Linked DNA regions of Mus musculus: regions 1, 2 and 3 are each linked to region 4. The links are chromatin contacts, called in public promoter capture Hi-C maps. All regions are on one chromosome and are shown on one strand. The core of a region is the stretch at or near the end of the contact, and the rest is flanking DNA. Distances in the headings are between cores, read along the strand shown.

Region 1 (4,398 bases), core at 1,784-4,283, 2.1 Mb before region 4:
CCAGTAATTCTGCATGCTGTGTCAGGGAGCTCAGAGGCCACCCAGAACACTGATGGTAGTGTATGTCTCCCCCTGTCTCTCCTCTGCCCCCTCCCCCACCCTGCCCACCTGTGTGAATGGCCCAGCTCCGGAACAGACAGGCATCCTTGTTGATGTCCCAGCCGTGCTTAGCAGCGTGCTTCCATGGAATCTGGAAGATCATCTCTTCCTGAACAGTGTACATAGAAGACCGAGTCAGCTCAGAGTGCGACCGAGGATGCGCAGCCCCCAAGTATGGGAAAAGGCTGACTTCCCCTTTTTACCCCGACATCTGGCCTGGATTGACCCGTCTTGGCTGCCTGTAACAGGGCACTCTGCATCTTTTAGGAAGGGCAGTAGGGGGCTTAGGTTCTGATGAGCCACAGCACCAGAAGCTCAAAGACACCCCTGCCCCACACTGTGGATGTGCTGAGAACCTAAGCAGCACCCCCTTCTCAGCCCTGGCCTGGCAGGCCTTGGATGCTTCTCTCTGGCTACCGAGCATTGGAACATGGGACCTTCTTGCTTTAGAGTCTCCTCAGGACGCCTGGCACAGTGACTCCTACATAGATAGGCTCCTGCTCATACTCCCAAGGGATCCCTGAACCAGACCTGGGTGAGGGCTGCCTATGTAATATTGCCCTACTCTTCTCCCCTTAGGTAAGACATAAAGAGAAAAGGTTTGTGTATGTGTGGGGGTGGGTGGGTGGGGGACTGTTTGTTTTTAATAAAAAGTATGTATGGGAACAACAGCCACCATGAGTTAAGTTTTTTTTTAGTTCTGTTTTTTAAATTTTTATGCGTGTATTGTGAGTGTGTGTGTGAGAGAGAGAGAGAGAGAGAGAGAAAGAGAGAGAGAGAGAGGAGAGAGAGATACAAGCCAGGGCACTTATGTACAGGTCAGAGGCCAACCTCCTACCATGAGAGGACTCTAGGGATCAAAGTTAGGCCTTCAGGCTCACTGGAAGGTGGTGCCTTTACCTGCTGAGCAAGCTCACCAGCCCCAAGATCCAGGAGGCTCTTACCACCACCACTCTTGTTACTGCTGGTTAACTGTATACTATTTCAATCAAGTTGGTTCAAGTTGGTCTTGGGTTTCACACTTTTTACATGACTTTGTAATCTACCTTAAAGTGCCTCAGTTTCCTTACGCGAGACCCATCTCACAGGATTACTATGCCGGTTAAAATGCACAATTTGGTAACATATCAAAAAAGGTGCCAAGCACATATTAATTATCACCAATGCTACTGCTGCTGCTATACTGCCATGCATGCCAGCTGTGGCTTCTTGGGTCTCCTACGTAACTAGTCCCGTTCCTAACCACTATCGACTGCTTTTCTGTCTGTCTTGTCTATCCAACTGGAGCCATGTAAGACTTATGTATACAGTGTTTCTCTTGGAAGAGAGAGGAACCCAGGCTCTGCAGAAGCTGAGAAGTTTTGGTGCTGAGGACTGTACCACTAGGAGGGTGAGCTGGCCACAGCTTCAGGAAGGAAGAAGCAGGAGGCAGAAGTCAGACCTTGCACGTTCTGGCATGCAGCACCCACTGGGAAATACATTTTCCTGCTCTCTTAACGTTCACTCATGAAATTTGGCGCCCCAAGAGAACATGCATTAAACAGTGGCAGGAATACGCAGGATAACACTCACTTTATTGATCCAGATCAGCCCTGGGATTTGGTTGGAATTAATCTGCATCTCTAGCCAGGGTCTCATCCGCATTCGAGTGATTGGCATGGTGGCTGGAGGGAAAAGACAGAGGCCTGTGTTTGGAGTCTGTTAAACAACCCTGGGCACTGCCCTGCTCCACCCAAGGCCGCTCGCTCAATTACCTTCTCCTGTCCTCACACCCAGGTCATTACCCTCCCCCACTCTCCTGCCATCAGCCAGGTACCCAGGTCATAGATTAGGGACCCTGAAGTAGAATGAAACTCTCCAGCATCATGGGCAAAGCCACCTGCCCATTCTTTTCAGTCTCTCCCAGTCAGTCTCAGGAATAAACAACCAAGCAAGTCTGGATGGATGGATGGTTGCAGGATATATGTGCAAAAAAAAAAAAAAAGCCAAAAGACAGACATCTCAATGACAGAACTTTTCTCTCAAAATTCAATCTTTGGAAGAAGGAAGGGACTACTTTTGCTTGTCACCCCCAGCCCTGCACCTTCCAGGCTGTGCAAGCAAGCAAGTCAACCTCCATCTCGGGCACTTCTACCCACCCACTCCAATCCAGTCTATGTCCCCTCTTGACAGCCAGTGCCCACAACATACAGGCTGGGGCGCAACCCCTTCCGGCCTGGTTTCCCCTGCTGTTAAGAGAAGTGGCGCAAGCAACACCTGTGGCACCTCCTCCCGAAAGCCCAGTAGTTCACGACCCGGTCCAGCCAGTCAAGGCAGCGAGCCAACCTCTGCACCGAACACTGCGCGTCCGAAAGCAAGAGCTGGGAGCCAAGCTGCGACCGCCAAAAGTGCGCGCAGGCGGACATCCGAGTCCCCCGGCGCTGCTCGCGGGTGCGCGCGACGGCCACTCTGGGCTACCAAGAGGCCCCGCAGCGGCTCCGCGCACGCAGACCGCCGAGCGCGGCCAGAGGGCGGTGCACGCCGCGGCCCGCCTCCCGCCCGCTTGCAGCGCCCTCCCGAGCCAGCGCGCCACCGCGACCCAGGGTGTCTCTGGCCCCCACTTCCTGGTGTCCCGTGCGCCTTTTGTTCCACGGCACCCGTCGGTGCCCGCGCAGCTCCGGCGAGCTCACCTTTGCTGCAGGAGCGATTCGCAGAGGGTGCCGGAGAGCGAGGCACGGAGTTGCGGTGTAGGTACGCGATGCGCGCACGAAGCGAAAGATGCCCGAGATGCTGGGGTCCCTCTGGCCACCTCGGCTGACCTCGGCGCAACTCGGCCCGGTTCGGTTCGGTTCGGTTCGGTTCGGTTCGGCTTAGACTGTGAAAGCACGTCCTACCTCGACGAAGGAGTGGTGCGCACTGGCGAGTCCGCGGCGCCGCGAAGAAATCTAAACACTTAGCGGGATTCCCCGGCCCGGACTCGGCCACGCCCCCGCCGCGCCGCTCCTGCGCGCCCATTGGCCCACTCGGCCTCATCATTTCGGGGAAATCAGGCTGTTGTAGAGCTAAGCGGCGAAGGGGAAGTACAAGGCAGCTGTGCTCCCCACCCCCTCGGGCCCGCGCCACCGCCCCGGGGCTACCGCGGGCCCGCCCCTTGCTCCACTCCACTCCCCTGCCCCCTTGCCTGTCTTGGAAAGCCGAGACCGTCCCCCTCTTTCTGCAGACTCCCAGCCTGCTGGCTCCTATGATGGTCTTCCCCTTCTCCACGGGAGACACCTAACTCCCTATGTCTCTAGAACACCTGATTCCCTCTCCAGAAGGGTCCCCGGGACTAAATCACCCTCAAAATCAGTCTGGTAATGAAGTGTCAAGAAGGGAGAGATTATGTCCCTGTACCGCCTTACTTGCCACTTGGCTGCTCTGGGAAATTGAGGCAGAAGGCCTAACTTGGAAATACGGGGCAGTAGGAACTCCCAGCCTGGACTCTGCAGGGCCAGCCGTTGAAGGACTCAAGGACTCCGTAACCATAAAATGTCAATAGCTCACTTGCTAGTCTGAAGTGATGGGGGAACACCTTGTCCTTATGGGGAGAGATGATGTGTTTGCTTACATGGGCACAAGATGCGGGTGTGCTTTCCTGTGCCACACGAGGTTCTAGCTAGCGGTGACCAAGGCGACCCTTATTCCTTGGGACTACCTAACACCAAAGAAGTGGATAAAATTCCGAAGTGGCCGTGGTTCCTTCTATGACACCTACTTCAGCTCTCCATCCTCGACGTAGCCCTAGGGAGAGAGTTCCTCTCTGATAGTCTTGAAGTCATTTCTGAGTCCCCAAAGCCTGGCTCTGGAGAAGTTCTGGGCAGCATAGGGAAATTGTGGCTAAGGGGGGACCCAGGTCCCAAGGGGATGGCAAGGGCAGCGGGTTAACTGGTGTTCACGAGTAAACCTTGCCAGTTTGTTCTTTCTCTTAGCGGCTGGGCTAGTGTATACATGTTCCATCTCCGAACTCTGGCCCCTCAGGCTTCTTCATTCGCTTCCTCGCAGCTTCTGACTCACAAGTACATCAGTCCTCTACCGTGTCATTCTCTTGTGTCACCTTCCTCACCCTAGCTGTCCGTCTAGGACAGCACCCAGTTTGAATGTTGCAAGCTGTAATACACACATCAATGGACGATTGTACCTGTAACGTCACTGCCTCATAGACGAGCTAGGAGATTCAAGGTGGCAGGAGGATTTGGAAGGAGGAATTGAGACTCTAGAATAAATACGGAGGTATTTGAAGTCGCAAATTAAGAGAATCACTAGAGACCAGGGCCTTCTGAT
Region 2 (4,480 bases), core at 1,636-4,135, 2.2 Mb before region 4:
CAACACCTGGCTCCCAATAGCTTTAGCTTTTAGTGCTATAGAAATGTTTCTACTCCCTTGTTTAAGAACTGAATGCTAGATCCCCACTTCTGTATTTTTGTTTGCAGTTTGGGACATAGACTGCGCTAAACCCTATCATGATTGTATTCTCTTGTTGTTGTTGTTATTCTATTTTGCTTTTTTAAAGCAGACAAATATATATATATATGACCTACGTTCAATCTCCAGGACTACAAAAAAACAACAAATAAAATAAAATAAATGATAAAAAGAGGAGAAAACACAAAATCTTTAAATGGCATTTTCACAAGACCGGAATAGCTTATAATGTTTAAATTCTTAAATTCTGCCAGGCGGTAGTGGCACATGTCTTTAATTCCAGCTTTCAGAGGCAGGGGCTAGGTGGATCTCTGTGAGTTCAAGACCAGCTTAGTCTACTAAGAGAGAGCCAGGACAGCCAGGGTTACATAGAGAAATCCCATCTAAAAAAAGTATCATCCAGTTAGGTAATCACTAACTAAATGTAGCTAAATGTAGCTGCAAAGTATTCAAAGGTGTGGCTCACCAGGGTCAATTGAAATATGCTTTAAATACACGCTGGAATGCTAATACTTAGTGTGAAAAATGGGATTAATGGTTTTTAATAAATAAATTTCTGTATTAATTTTACCTTGCTTTTTGGACATGAGTTAACATTCTTTTGATAGAAGCTTTGTATTCTTTTGAAATGTTTATTAATACAAGGATACAAGAAACTGGTTTACTGAAATAATAATGTTCCTGATACATTCAGGTTACACATATTGTTATGGTTAATTCCATACTTTTTAAAGGAAAGCTTTTCTTACACGGCTGGGATCCAATCCAGGGCCTGGTGTGTGTAAGGCAAGCACTCTCCCACTGAGCAACACCCCAGCTCTAAAGGCTTCTACTATGAGCACTGCCAGGGAGGAAGAACACAGGGCAGCCACTTATATCTCAACCTCACATGTCCCTGCATATGCCAATACATAACTATAATTCAGATTGTTAGTTCTTTATGCAAAACTTGAATCTGACCACGTAAAATTTTTATTTACTAGATCTGGACATTTTATTAATATGGCTGTGACAATTATTGTTGTCAACTTGACAGGGTCTAGAATCACCTAAGAGAGAAACCTCTAGGTGTCTGTGAGGAAGCTTCTAGATCTCGTTAGCTGGAGTGGGAAGAGTGACCCTCAGAGTGGCAGCATCTGTTCCATGGCCTTTGGTTCAGGACTAAGTAAGAGGAGAGAAAGCAAGCTGAGCGCCAGCATTTCTCTCTCCTGGCTTCCTGAATGAGGCGACTGTGACAAGCAGACTCCTGCCACCCAGCCTTCCGGGAGTGACTGACTCCACCCTCTGACTACTGAGCCGAACAAACCCTTTCCGCTTAAGTTGCTTTGTCTCTGTAACCAGAAAAGTTACTAACAGCTACTAAAGCAATTGTAGTTACAATGTTTGCCTGTTCCACCGCAATGCTGAGGAGCACGGTTGGTCAGTTGAGGTCAAAGCTACTGAGCAAGCCAGGGCAATATAGCAAAACTCATCTCAAAAAAATAAATATAGATAAAATTATAAGGGTAACTTCTTATTTTATTAGACAGTGTTGCTTCAGAATCATACAGTTGCTGGTCGGTTTTTTGTTTTTTGTTTTGTTTTTGGGTGTTGTTGGTTTTTAGAATATATTACTAGGACAAAATAATGGGTTTCATGGTAAAGTTTGTTGTTGTTGTTTATTTGAGAACCTGGAACTGGCTATAAAGACCAGACTTGATTAAGGTCCTTTGCCACAAACTCTGGTAAGTTTTTGTTTTGGTTTTTTAACAAGTTGGCTCCTGCATTAATTGTAAAAATTACAAATCTGAGAGATTAATCCTACACTAAGATCCTTAATCTTGAAGTCAAAATTTTACTATTTCTTAAATCAAAAGACAACAAAATAATTTAAGAACATAATAGTCTGGGAATTAAAATTCATTGCCACCTTTCTCATCACCAGTCTCAAAATCCACCCCTTTTTAATATATGTATATATTATATGTAAATATATATAACTATTATTTTATTTTATGTGTATGAGTGTTTTGCCTGCAAGTCTGTTTTGTCTAATGTGCCGAGTGCATGCCTACTGGGCCTGTGAGCTGCCCTATGCCTTTTAGGAAGCAAGCCAAGGTCCTCTGGAGGAGCAATCTGGACTCTTAAAGAGAGTCCTAGCTGAGCTATCTCCGCAGCCACAAAAGATGGCAGTCTTTCCAGGAAAAACTGCAACAAAGGCTGTCGTTGTCAATGAGACTCTCCGAGGTTCACAATATCTCTCAACCACAACAAAAATTTGAGAAGGTGGGCTGTTTACTGCTTAAATTCTAAGCCTCTTTCCATTGAACACCCAGAATGGTCTTCCCAGGATGGCCTTGGACACAAACTTTTCAAAGTCACCCTTTCCCTCAAGAGAAGGGCACCCTGGGAACCTGCTCCAGGAAGTGTCCTGAAAAGACCCAATTCCGCCCCCTAGAGCGGACCTGTTAGGGGCGTGGCTCACAGACGCCCCGCCTCAGTCTTCCAGTCTGGGCGGAACTAGAAGTGTTCACCCAACCCGGGCCCCGTAGAGACTATGGAGGCGTGGTCGAATGAAGCCACACCCCTCCCTCGCTGACAGTTCTGAAGCCCGGTTCAGCCCCGCCTTCTGTACCGCCCAGCTAGTTCTGAGTCCTAGCTCGGCTCCGCCTCAGGCGCACGCGCGGCCGATGGCCGGCGCCCACTGTGCGTCACTCAGGCCCCTGCCCCGCCCCCGCCGTGCCGCGCCGCGCCGCGCCTCAGAGCCGGGACGGCGGGGCGGGCCTTGCGGCCCAGGCCCATGCCCAGAGCCCGCCCCGCCCTCAGGCCCTATGTAAAGTTGGCGGTGGCCGAGTCGGAGGCGTCGGTGGGAACTCACGAGCCTTGCACGCAGAGGCTCTCAGCGCCCCGTCTCCCGCGCCACGGTGTCCCCTTATTCCCATACGGGCGCTGTGGGAGGCTGAGGACGGCATGCGGGACTACGACGAGGTGACCGCCTTCCTAGGCGAGTGGGGGCCCTTCCAGCGCCTCATCTTCTTCCTGCTCAGCGCCAGCATCATCCCCAATGGCTTCAATGGTATGTCCATCGTGTTCCTGGCGGGGACCCCGGAGCACCGTTGCCTTGTGCCTCACACCGTGAACCTGAGCAGCGCGTGGCGCAACCACAGTATCCCGTTGGAGACGAAGGACGGACGACAGGTGCCTCAGAAATGCCGCCGCTACCGACTGGCCACCATCGCCAACTTCTCTGAGCTAGGGCTGGAGCCGGGGCGGGACGTGGACCTGGAGCAGCTGGAGCAGGAGAGCTGCCTGGATGGCTGGGAGTACGACAAGGACGTCTTCCTGTCCACCATCGTGACAGAGGTAGGTGACAGCCCCCCTATCAGGGTCTGGTGACATCGCGGCGACGGTTGTAGCCCTTCGTCCAACGCACAGGCTGATGAGCATCCTCCAGTCAGGTGGCCCAGGAACATTTTATGAGATGACTTCTAGCCATAGTACGCCCCTCAGGGGACAAGTGTCTGGCAGACCATCCGTCCATAGGGTCCCATTGAAGATAGAGTCCAGAAGGTTCTGCCCCTTAGGAGATGCCCTGAGACCCTGAGGGGTGGGACTTTCTCGAGGTAGTGATGTGATTCAGAGGGGCCGGATTCAGACTTGCTCCAGAGAAGAGGCCACAGTTTTAGCCTCTGTTCAGAAAGGAAAGACTCTTTGCAGAACTTTTTAAAGTTAAAGAAACGTGTGTTCCAAACTCTCTACCTTTTCTGGAGTTATTCTTTCTTCCCTCACCTGTCCTCATCCCAAAATGAAGGCTTGCCATGCCCCAGGAGAAACTGTTTTCCATTTGCCCGCGATGGATTGTTACTTCTTAAGGACCCATGTGTCTGCAGATCTATCCAGGGTGACTTGTTGGTATGGAGTCTTTTCCACAGTATTCTGGGACAAGATCACTGGAGAGGTTCGGTAAGGCATGTAAGGTTACTCTGAAAAGCGATGGAAACCTAATTCCTCATCCCCTTGCACTTTATTCTTGGGTGACTTTGACATTTCTCAGTCACTCTGCTGGGGGTGTGGCAGGCCATTTAATGGTGCATGTGGATGTGTTTGGGGACTTGGGCACCAACTGTAGTTTCCTGGAGGCTCAGCAGTATTGAATATGCAGAATATGAGAAGAATCTTCTGTGATACTATTGAGCAACTGGTTCATTGAGTATCAGGGATTGGGATTGGCCAGTTGGAGATAGTTTCTTGGTGAGTTTAGTTAGCCCTTAGGTCTAGATCCAACATCAAGAAATGGTTTCAGGAGCAGTAGGGAGAAGCTAGGAGTACCTGTTTGGCATTTAAGACTCTTGGAGGTATAGACTGAGCTTCCCTCCTTACAGGGGCTCTCAGGTATATATCA
Region 3 (4,305 bases), core at 380-2,879, 2.4 Mb before region 4:
GCCTTGAGGCACACACAGAACCATATCGAGAGACTACACCCTGGACACTTCAGAGGCAGTGGAGATACACGCCAGAGGAAAGCCTGGTCAATTTAACAGGGCACTCAACCATGGGCTGACTTGGATGTGATATAAATTCAGAACAAGCAACAACTTGCAAAATCACCCTATAAATTTTGAGCTAGACAATAGACCTCTGCAAAGCTGAGAACGTTTGAGGATGTCAGAAGCTACAAAGTGGTGCACTGGGACCCTGCTCTTAGTTCCAGGAAGCTCTTCCATCAGGAGGGATAAGGTGTCAGTAACGAGATGGCCTGCATTAAGAAGCAAAATCCTTAAAGTGTCATTCTTCAGGGTAAGGATCCACTGTGTGGCCCAGTCAGGGAAGCCACGTCGCAAGGATGGAGTGAGTTGGCTGGAGGCCTTTCCCCAATGATTCTCTTGTACTGAGACTCCTTAGCGCGTTGAGAGCACAGCAGAGTTGCTGTAGGGGGCAATTCAATGATCTCCTTCAGCATAGTAAATGACACATTAGAATACAGATGACAGGAAGACCCACCTGTACTTCCCAGTAAAATCCTGCGACAGAAGTACCCAGACCCATGCTCACCTTGCAAGGGCTCAGTGGACTTTCCTCATGCAGATCTCTCACTGCTTGTGGGTGGGGCCCTTGGACAGCTATTCCCTAAAGCGGCCCTTTTCCGTTACCTTGATTCCACTACTGTACCACAGACGTGATACTGGCCCAAGCTTGCGGCCACTCAGGGTGATTCCTCAGTCCAGGTTCCTAAGTGACCAATCCAGTTTACCGGAGCCTCCCACCCCAGCCCATGTCTCCTGCCCGGAAGCATCCAGACATCTACCAAGTCCACACAGCCCAAACTCCACACTAACTCAGTACTTACCTTGCTGATGCTCTGGACCTGAACTTTCTGAGTCTTCCCTTCTGCCTGCCTCAGTCCTTGAAAGTCTCCAGGCACAGAGAATGCTCTATTTGTTGAATCAGTCAGCCAATCGCCACCGGTCTCTGAAACTGCTCAGGGAAAACATCAGAGGTTCGACAAGGATGTCTTCTGACAGATAGGAGGAGAGTTTCTGATTTAAGAGCCCATAAAACTGGCAGCGACCAAGCTGGTCCTTGCCAGGGTTGGGAGCCAGGGGTCTTCCTCATCCTAAGCAGCGCCGCCTTCGGGGCCAGGCGGGCGCCTCCGCCTTAGATCGGGGGGCGACCCCGGGGTCAGGTCGCCCCTTCCCGGGAGCCCGCCAAGTGTCCTGTCCGGCCCGGCCTAACAGTACCGGCAGGAAGGGCACCGCTGACCTCACCGCCCTAACCCTGGGAAGGGACGCGGGCGGGACAGGAACCCAGGCGGGTGCAGAATCAGGGCGCCGGACGCGGGGCACGGGGCTGAGGGACCCCGGATCCAGCTCCCGGCTCCGCGCAGAGCAGAACGCACCGCCCGGCCACCGGGACCCGAGCCCAGCCCGGCGACGACCCTGCGGACCCGCGCTCACCTGAACACGCGCAGAAGCCGGCGTTTCCAGAACCTCCCGCGGCGTCGCCCCGGCGCTCTCGGCTCCGCCCTCGTCACAGTCTCCGCCCGCTTGAGCCTCCGCCACGTCCCCACCTCCCGCCCCCCGGGCCCGCCCGGGCCTGGCTCCGAGCCACTGGAGCCTTCGGGAAGGCCCGAGCCGCCACGCGCTGCACGTATGCGATGCACACCTCCTTGCGCCGCGTGGGACCGGCACCAGGGGCGGCGCCCCCATCCCAGCCTGCTCCAGCCCTCTGTGGTCCCACCACCCCCACATCCATTACCACCGGCAAATTGCAGGAGGCTGGCGTCACTAAGATCGGGAATTGAGTATCCTGGGAGGGGAGTGGAGGGAGGGAAAAGACAAGGGTCTGAGATGTCAGCGCACCTCATCTCTCCAGATGACCCATCTCCAAAGCCTAACTGCTTCTCTGAGGGGCTCAGGCTAGCCAGGCTTCGGCTCTTCTGTAAATGTGAGAAGTTGGCGTAGCCTGGAGCATCTCATCCTAGGGCCAACCTATGGCTTATAACACAGGCCAATGAGATTGGACACCTCAACCAGCTCTGTCTGAGACACACACAGTCAAGAAGACAGGGAAGCAACCGACCTCGATCTGAACTGAAGGATGCTCTGGCAGCTGAGCAGGTTCCCACGCCTGCCCTGTAAGCTTGCTTCTCCATGAATGAGGGGAAGCAGTCTGAGAATCTCATCAGGGAGCAGAGCCCAGAACGGAGATGCCCGGCCTGTGGGACTGTGCCTGGAGTTTGGTGTGGATTTCCCTATAATGGCATGGACCAGGCAGACGGCCCAGACTAGGAAAGACAGACACACAGAAACAACTCAGAAAATACTACCTGGCCACTTGTCCGTGTCTGTGGCAGCTACCAGCCAAGAGCCCAGTTGAAACCATGCACAAACCTTTCTGCATCTGCTATGCCACAGAAAGTACAGTTTGCCCAGATCCTCAGATCCTCCCCATGCCCGCCCACTTCTCTGTCCGGAGTGGTCCTCCTCCTCCTCCTCCTCCTCCTCCTCCTCCTCCTCCTCCTCCTCCTCCTCCTCCTCCCCCTCTCCACAGGATCTTTCCCATTGGCCTATAAATACCTTCAATCCATGGCTATGGAAACATAACCCTCACCCCACTCTACCACCCACTGTGCATCTCTCCTTGGCCAACCAAGCAAGCAAAGTCCATCTTCTTGGCCTATCTCTCAGACCTTCTAGCTCCACAACAGCCCCCAACAGTTACTGTATTATGTTTATTGCTTTACCGTTGTTAAATCACCCTTACATGGTGTATGCTCTTTTTTATTTTTTTTTAAATTATCTTTAATCTTTTTTTTTTTTACAGTCCAGTTGTTATCCCCCATCCATTCTCACCGCCAACAGTTCCTCATCCCATTTCTTGTCCCCTGTCTCCAAGAGGATGTCCCCACACCCCCACACAACCCCACACTCCACCAGGCCTCCCATTCCCTGGGGCCTCAAGTCTCCTCAAGAGTTAGGTGTGTCTACTAAGGCCAGACCAGGCTCTGCTGAATATGTGTCAGGGGCCTCAGACCCGCTAGTCTGTGCTGACTGGATAGTGCCTGTGAGATCTCAGGAGACCAGGTTTGTTGAGACTGCTGGTCTTCCTATGGGGTTGCCCTCCTCCTCAACTTCTTCCAGCCTTTCCCTAATTAAACCACAGGGGTCCCAAACTTCAGACCATTGGTTGGGTGTATCTGCTTCTTAGTCAGCTGTTTGTTGGGCCTCTCAGAGGATAGCCATGCTAGGCTCCTGTCTATAAGTACAACATAGCATCAGTAATAGTGTCAGCCTCCCCTTGAGATCTGTCCCAATTTGGACCTGTTACTAGCCAGCCTTTCCCTCAGTCTTTTCTCCAGTTTTGTCCCTGCAGTTCTTTTAGACAGGAATAATTCTGGGTCAGAGCTTTTGACCATGGGATGGTGTATTAGTCAGGGTTCTCTAGAGTCACAGAACTTATGGATAGTCTCTAGATAGTAAAGGAATTTATTGATGACTTACAGTCGGCAGCCCAATTCCCAACAATGGTTCAGTCGCAGCTGTGAATGGAAGTCCAAGGATCTAGCAGTTACTCAGTCTCACGCAGCAAGCAGGCGAAGGAGCAAGAGCAAGAGCTAGACTCCCTTCTTCCAATGTCCTTATATTGTCTCCAGCAGAAGGTGGAGCCCAGATTAAAGGTGTGTTCCACCACACCTTTAATCCCAGATGAAAGGCGTAGCCCAGATTAAAGGTGTGTTCCTTAAACTCGGAGATTCAATCTTCTGGAATCCATAGCCACTATGGCTCAAGATCTCCATACCAAGATCCAGATAAGGATCTCCAAGCCTCCAGATAAGGGTCACTGGTGAGCCTTCCAATTCCGGATTGTAGTTCATTCCAAATATTGTCAAGTTGACAACCAGGAATAGCCACTACAGATGGCAAACCCATCCCTCCACTTAATGCTTTGTTTTTCTACTGGAGGTGGACTCTACAAGTTCCCTCTCCCCACTGTCTGGCATTTTATCTAAGGTCCCTTCCTTTAAGTCCTGAGAGTCTCTCACTTCCCAGGTCTCTGGTACATTCTAGAAGGTTGCCCACCTCCCACCTCCAGAGGTTGTATATTTACACTCATTCTGCTGGCCTTCTGAGCTTTACTCTTGTTCCCCTCCCCCATACCTGATCATGTTCCCTTCCTCCCTTCCCCTCCCCCTTCCGTCTCCCATCCAGTTCCTTCCCTCCCTCTGCCCTCTGGTTTCTTCTCTCTCC
Region 4 (4,039 bases), core at 748-3,247:
ACCATGTGGTTGCTGGGATTTGAACTCCAGACCTTCGGAAGAGCAGTCGGGTGCTCTTACCCACTGAGCCATCTCACCAGCCCCTAGCCTTATGTTTTTAATTCACGTTTTATATTGCTCAAGATTTTTGTTGATGTTGTTTTGTTTTTTCAAGATGGTTTCTCTCTGTAGCCCTGGCTATTCTGGAACTTACTCTGTAGGTCAGGTGGCCTTGAACTCAAAATCCAACTGTGTCTGCCTCGAGTGCTGGGATTAAAGGCATGTACCACCACCACCCAGCTCAATGTGTTTTTAATGCATATAATCCACTTATTTCTGAGCATCTCAAACACACTTATTTTTAGAACGTTCTGTAAGATCCTCAAGCTAGGCATAAGTTTAAAGCCAGTCAAGGCTACTCAGGAGACTGTCTCAAAAAGCAAAGCAAAGAGTGATAAGGTTGACACACGACTTTAACTTCTGGCCTCTACACATGTATACAAAGCCAAAAAGTGTTCTAACACATAAATATGCACACACTGACTTAGTTTCCTTAATTGGAAGTCAGGAAAGCAGTCAGCCTCAGTAATGGAAATTTGTGAGCTGCTACACAAAACAAACATGTTCATATTTCTACGGCTCAAATGATAACTGGAGACTTCTTGTAGCAGACACTTTTATTCCCTTCCTCCCTAACTCCCATTCCTATCAAGATGACCAGAGGTTTAGGACAATGACTTTTTTGTGCCTTCAATTTTGAAGGGAGATGAAATGGATGGATAAACATGCTGCTTATGTAGAAGTGGGCAGGTACCTGACCAAAGCAAAGGAGATGTAAGAAATCAGTTTTGTTATTTATCTATCAAAGGTAGGTAGGTAGTCTGCCATTGGCCAATATTCCAAAAATTTTCTTCACTACCGCCAATAAAAGAAAGCTGCTTCACTCAAACAAACAAACAAACAAACAAACATCTTCTCCACCTAGTAAAGTTTTGTTTATAAACCTCATGCATCCTTTCTCCCTCCTGAATTCCCTGCTGCCTGGAATACAGACCTTTAACTCCATTCCTCTAAGCTTATTCTTTCAGAACTAGCCAAGCATGAAGGTCGGACCCCAGCCACTGGGGAAAAGACACCATGATTTTGATCCTGAAACACCTTTTTTACAAATAGAACGTGCCTTGTAGAGCTACTTCGCTTTGTTTATGTTTCTAGCAAACACAAAACGAAAACAGAAATGCCAAACTTTATCTTTAGTCACTCTGTGGCCCCAGAGAGAAGTCAATGATTTTTAGCCAAAGTAGCTTCGAAATGTCTGTTTAAGGGAAGAAGGAATTCAGGACGCCAACGCTAGATAAGTCTCACTATAATAAACACATAAGGAAAACCTGTGAACAATGCAGACATACACTTGAAAGAGCAGAGTCCTTGATGATTAACAGCACCTAACACCAGTGATTTGCGCCCTAAACCACCCTCCCATTACGCATTTCCGCCCACGCATACGGCCAGCACCGTCTGGACACAAGCGCCCGGTGCTGCAACCTCCATTTTGCTTTCTGGCATTCTTGTAGTTAAAAGCTCCGCCTCACTTGGCAGTCTGGTCCACATCTCCCGCCAGGCTTCCGGTCTCTACACCTCCAGGCGAACGTCAGTGACAACATAAGCAAGTACGCGTGCGGTGAAGGCAAGGATTGCTCTAAGAGCCAGAGGAGGCCCGCGGGGACCCCGACGTCCCATGAGGCCTTGACCCAAGATGGCGGACAAAACCCTTAGCGCAGCCTTGCTCAGAGACGCATGTGCGCATGCCCGGTCGACTGAGCTGCCCTGATCCAAGATGGCGGCCGGACCGGGGCTGGGGACGGGCTTAGCGCGTTACTGAGCATGCTCAGTCTTCCGTCACTTGCGTCAGGTCGGCAGCCGGCGCAGGCCGCTCAGTCCTTCCCGGAGAGGCGGGAACATGTACGCATGCGCAGTGAGCAGTCTCGGCTAGTCGGTGGGCGGAGCTACCCCGCGGGGTGGACGTTGAGTGTGTGTGATGGCCGGCTGACCTGCTTTCCTCTTTGAGCTTGTCTGCCCCTGAACTAGAGGGAAGTCGGCTTAGGTGAGGTATTTATAGTTGTCAAAATCCCGCACTCGCCTGTGATCCCAGCGCTCAGGAGCCCGGAGGGATTGCCTCAAGTGCTGTAGGACAGCAAGACCCTGCCCAAAGCAAAAAGTCGGGAGCTAGAGACTGGGAAAGTGGGGGCCGTCCAGGGAGGCTGGGCACATACAGTTCAGTCACTTTCGTGGGTGCGTACTTTGAGTTTTCCTTGGGATTTGTGGCTCAGGGGCAGAGCCCTTGCCTAGCACCTGGAGGTTTGGGATTTGGTCCCCAGCACCAGAAATAAACAGTTAAAGAGGGGCAGTGTAAGATAATCGCAGCACTGGAAAGGGGGAGCTAGGGTAAGGAATTCAAGCCATTTTCTGATACTTGTAGGCCAGTCTGGGCTTCATAAGACCTTTTATTTTATTTTTTAAAAAAGGTTAATAACAAAATAAAATAGCAAAATGTACGGGTTTATTTAATGGACTCTGTCATCGTGTTGTAAATGAATCTGTGGGTAAATAGATGTATCGCCATCTTTAATAGCCCCAAAGCAAGGATGACAGTCCATCCTAGTATCTTTAGTTATCCTTTGGCAGGTTCATCCATGTGTTTTAATGTGGTTTTCAGCCCTTGTCACCCTCTCATCCCACACCCACTGAACCCCCTTTCCCTTCTATTTTCATATCTATACATTTTTTAAAATTATTATTATTGTGGATGTATGTGACACATCATGGGAGTGCCTGCTTGCTATATGGTACATGTGTAAGAGAGGACAACTTTGTGAAGTTGATCATCTCCTCCTCCTCCTCCTGTCTTCTTTCTTCTTGTGACAGAGTCTCTTTCTGTAGCCCTGACTGTCCTGGAACTTGCTTTGCAGAACAAGCTAGCTTTGAACTCACAGATCCTCTAGCCTCTGCCTACTGAGTTCTGGACTGAGCATGCGTGTGTACCCACTGAGTTTAACTTGGGTATTTATGGGTAGGGGTTTATTTATGGAGCATACACAATTTAATGGTGGATACACCAATGAGGAAAAACGAGTCCCCTGAACCAGCAGCCATTATTTACTTGTTTTCAAGAATAGGTGAGATTCTTTAATTCTTCGGAAATTTTTAGTGGAAACTTAGGTCCTCTGAAAGAGCAACCAATGATCTTAACCACCAAGACCTCCACTGAAAGCCTTGATTAAATTCCTAAAGCTATAGTTTTTATTTTATGACGTGTCTCTTAAACGATAGTCCCTTATCCTGGGTTTTTTGGTTTTTGGTTTTTGTTTTTTTTTTTTTTTTTTTTATCACTCTGGAACTAGCTGCTGGTCTATAGAAACCCATTTGTTTCTCTATTGATCTTGTTTCCTGTTGCCTTGCTAAGTCTGCCCTTACATGGTTCCATAGGACATTTTATGTATAAGATTATATCATCTTCAAATAGTTTGGACTTCATAGTCCAAATGCTTTTTATTTCTTTGTTTTGGTTTAGCTTTTGAAACAGTTTTTCTGTGTATCCCTGGCTGTCCTGGAACTAGATCTGTAGACCAGACTGGCCTTGAACGCACAGGAACTTGCCTGCCTCTGCCTCCCTGGTGCTGGGGCTGTCCCCACCCCCCAATGTAGTGATTTTTTTTTTTTAATTCTTCCCATTAACTTTGTTTCCCTGCCTGCTATCTCCAGTAAAGTACTCAATAGAAGTGGTAGAAGGGAGGTATACTTTCTGCATTCCTAAACTTTAGCCAAAGGATGGAGTTGTGATCTTTCCTTGTTTCTGGTTTTAAGAAAAAAGCTTTTAGTTTGTAGGATGTTGTTGTTTTGTTTTTAAAGACAGCATCTCAGACTTTAGCCCAGGCTGGCTGAAACTCACTATGTAGCCCAGGTGGTGGCCGCAAATCCCTGAGAGTCTTCCTGCCCCAGTCTCTCCCAGTGCTGGGATCGGGTGTAAGCTACCACTGCCCTGGTAGTCTTTGACAGTAAC

Evidence for each region. Promoter capture Hi-C pulls out the DNA fragments that hold promoters and counts their contacts.
Region 1: a contact with region 4 is called in a promoter capture Hi-C map of liver, with 2.9 times the contacts expected there. The contact joins the promoter of Irf1 here to the promoter of 0610009B22Rik in region 4.
Region 2: a contact with region 4 is called in a promoter capture Hi-C map of liver, with 4 times the contacts expected there. The contact joins the promoter of Slc22a5 here to the promoter of 0610009B22Rik in region 4. A contact is called at or near these places in 3 of 39 promoter capture datasets (liver and pre-B cells) and 1 of 115 datasets of contacts at active chromatin or transcription factors (astrocytes).
Region 3: a promoter capture Hi-C map of hippocampal neurons shows a contact between it and region 4, with 2.5 times the contacts expected there. The contact joins the promoter of P4ha2 here to the promoter of 0610009B22Rik in region 4. A contact is called at or near these places in 2 of 39 promoter capture datasets (hippocampal neurons and liver).

Annotation. Positions count from the first base shown.
Region 1 is chr11:53,768,649-53,773,046 of GRCm38.p6, reverse strand. Irf1 (interferon regulatory factor 1) reads right to left here and starts at 3,033. Exons shown (of 10, transcript NM_008390.2): 1 at 2,769-3,033; 2 at 1,672-1,763; 3 at 109-208. The coding sequence starts at 1,758.
Region 2 is chr11:53,890,108-53,894,587 of GRCm38.p6, reverse strand. It overlaps Slc22a5 (solute carrier family 22 (organic cation transporter), member 5), which reads left to right and starts at 2,885. Exons shown (of 10, transcript NM_011396.3): 1 at 2,885-3,441. The coding sequence starts at 3,049.
Region 3 is chr11:54,098,248-54,102,552 of GRCm38.p6, reverse strand. It overlaps P4ha2 (procollagen-proline, 2-oxoglutarate 4-dioxygenase (proline 4-hydroxylase), alpha II polypeptide), which reads right to left and starts at 1,629. Exons shown (of 16, transcript NM_001136076.2): 1 at 1,513-1,629; 2 at 906-1,033.
Region 4 is chr11:51,686,592-51,690,630 of GRCm38.p6, reverse strand. It overlaps 0610009B22Rik (RIKEN cDNA 0610009B22 gene), which reads left to right and starts at 1,997. Exons shown (of 2, transcript NM_025319.2): 1 at 1,997-2,083.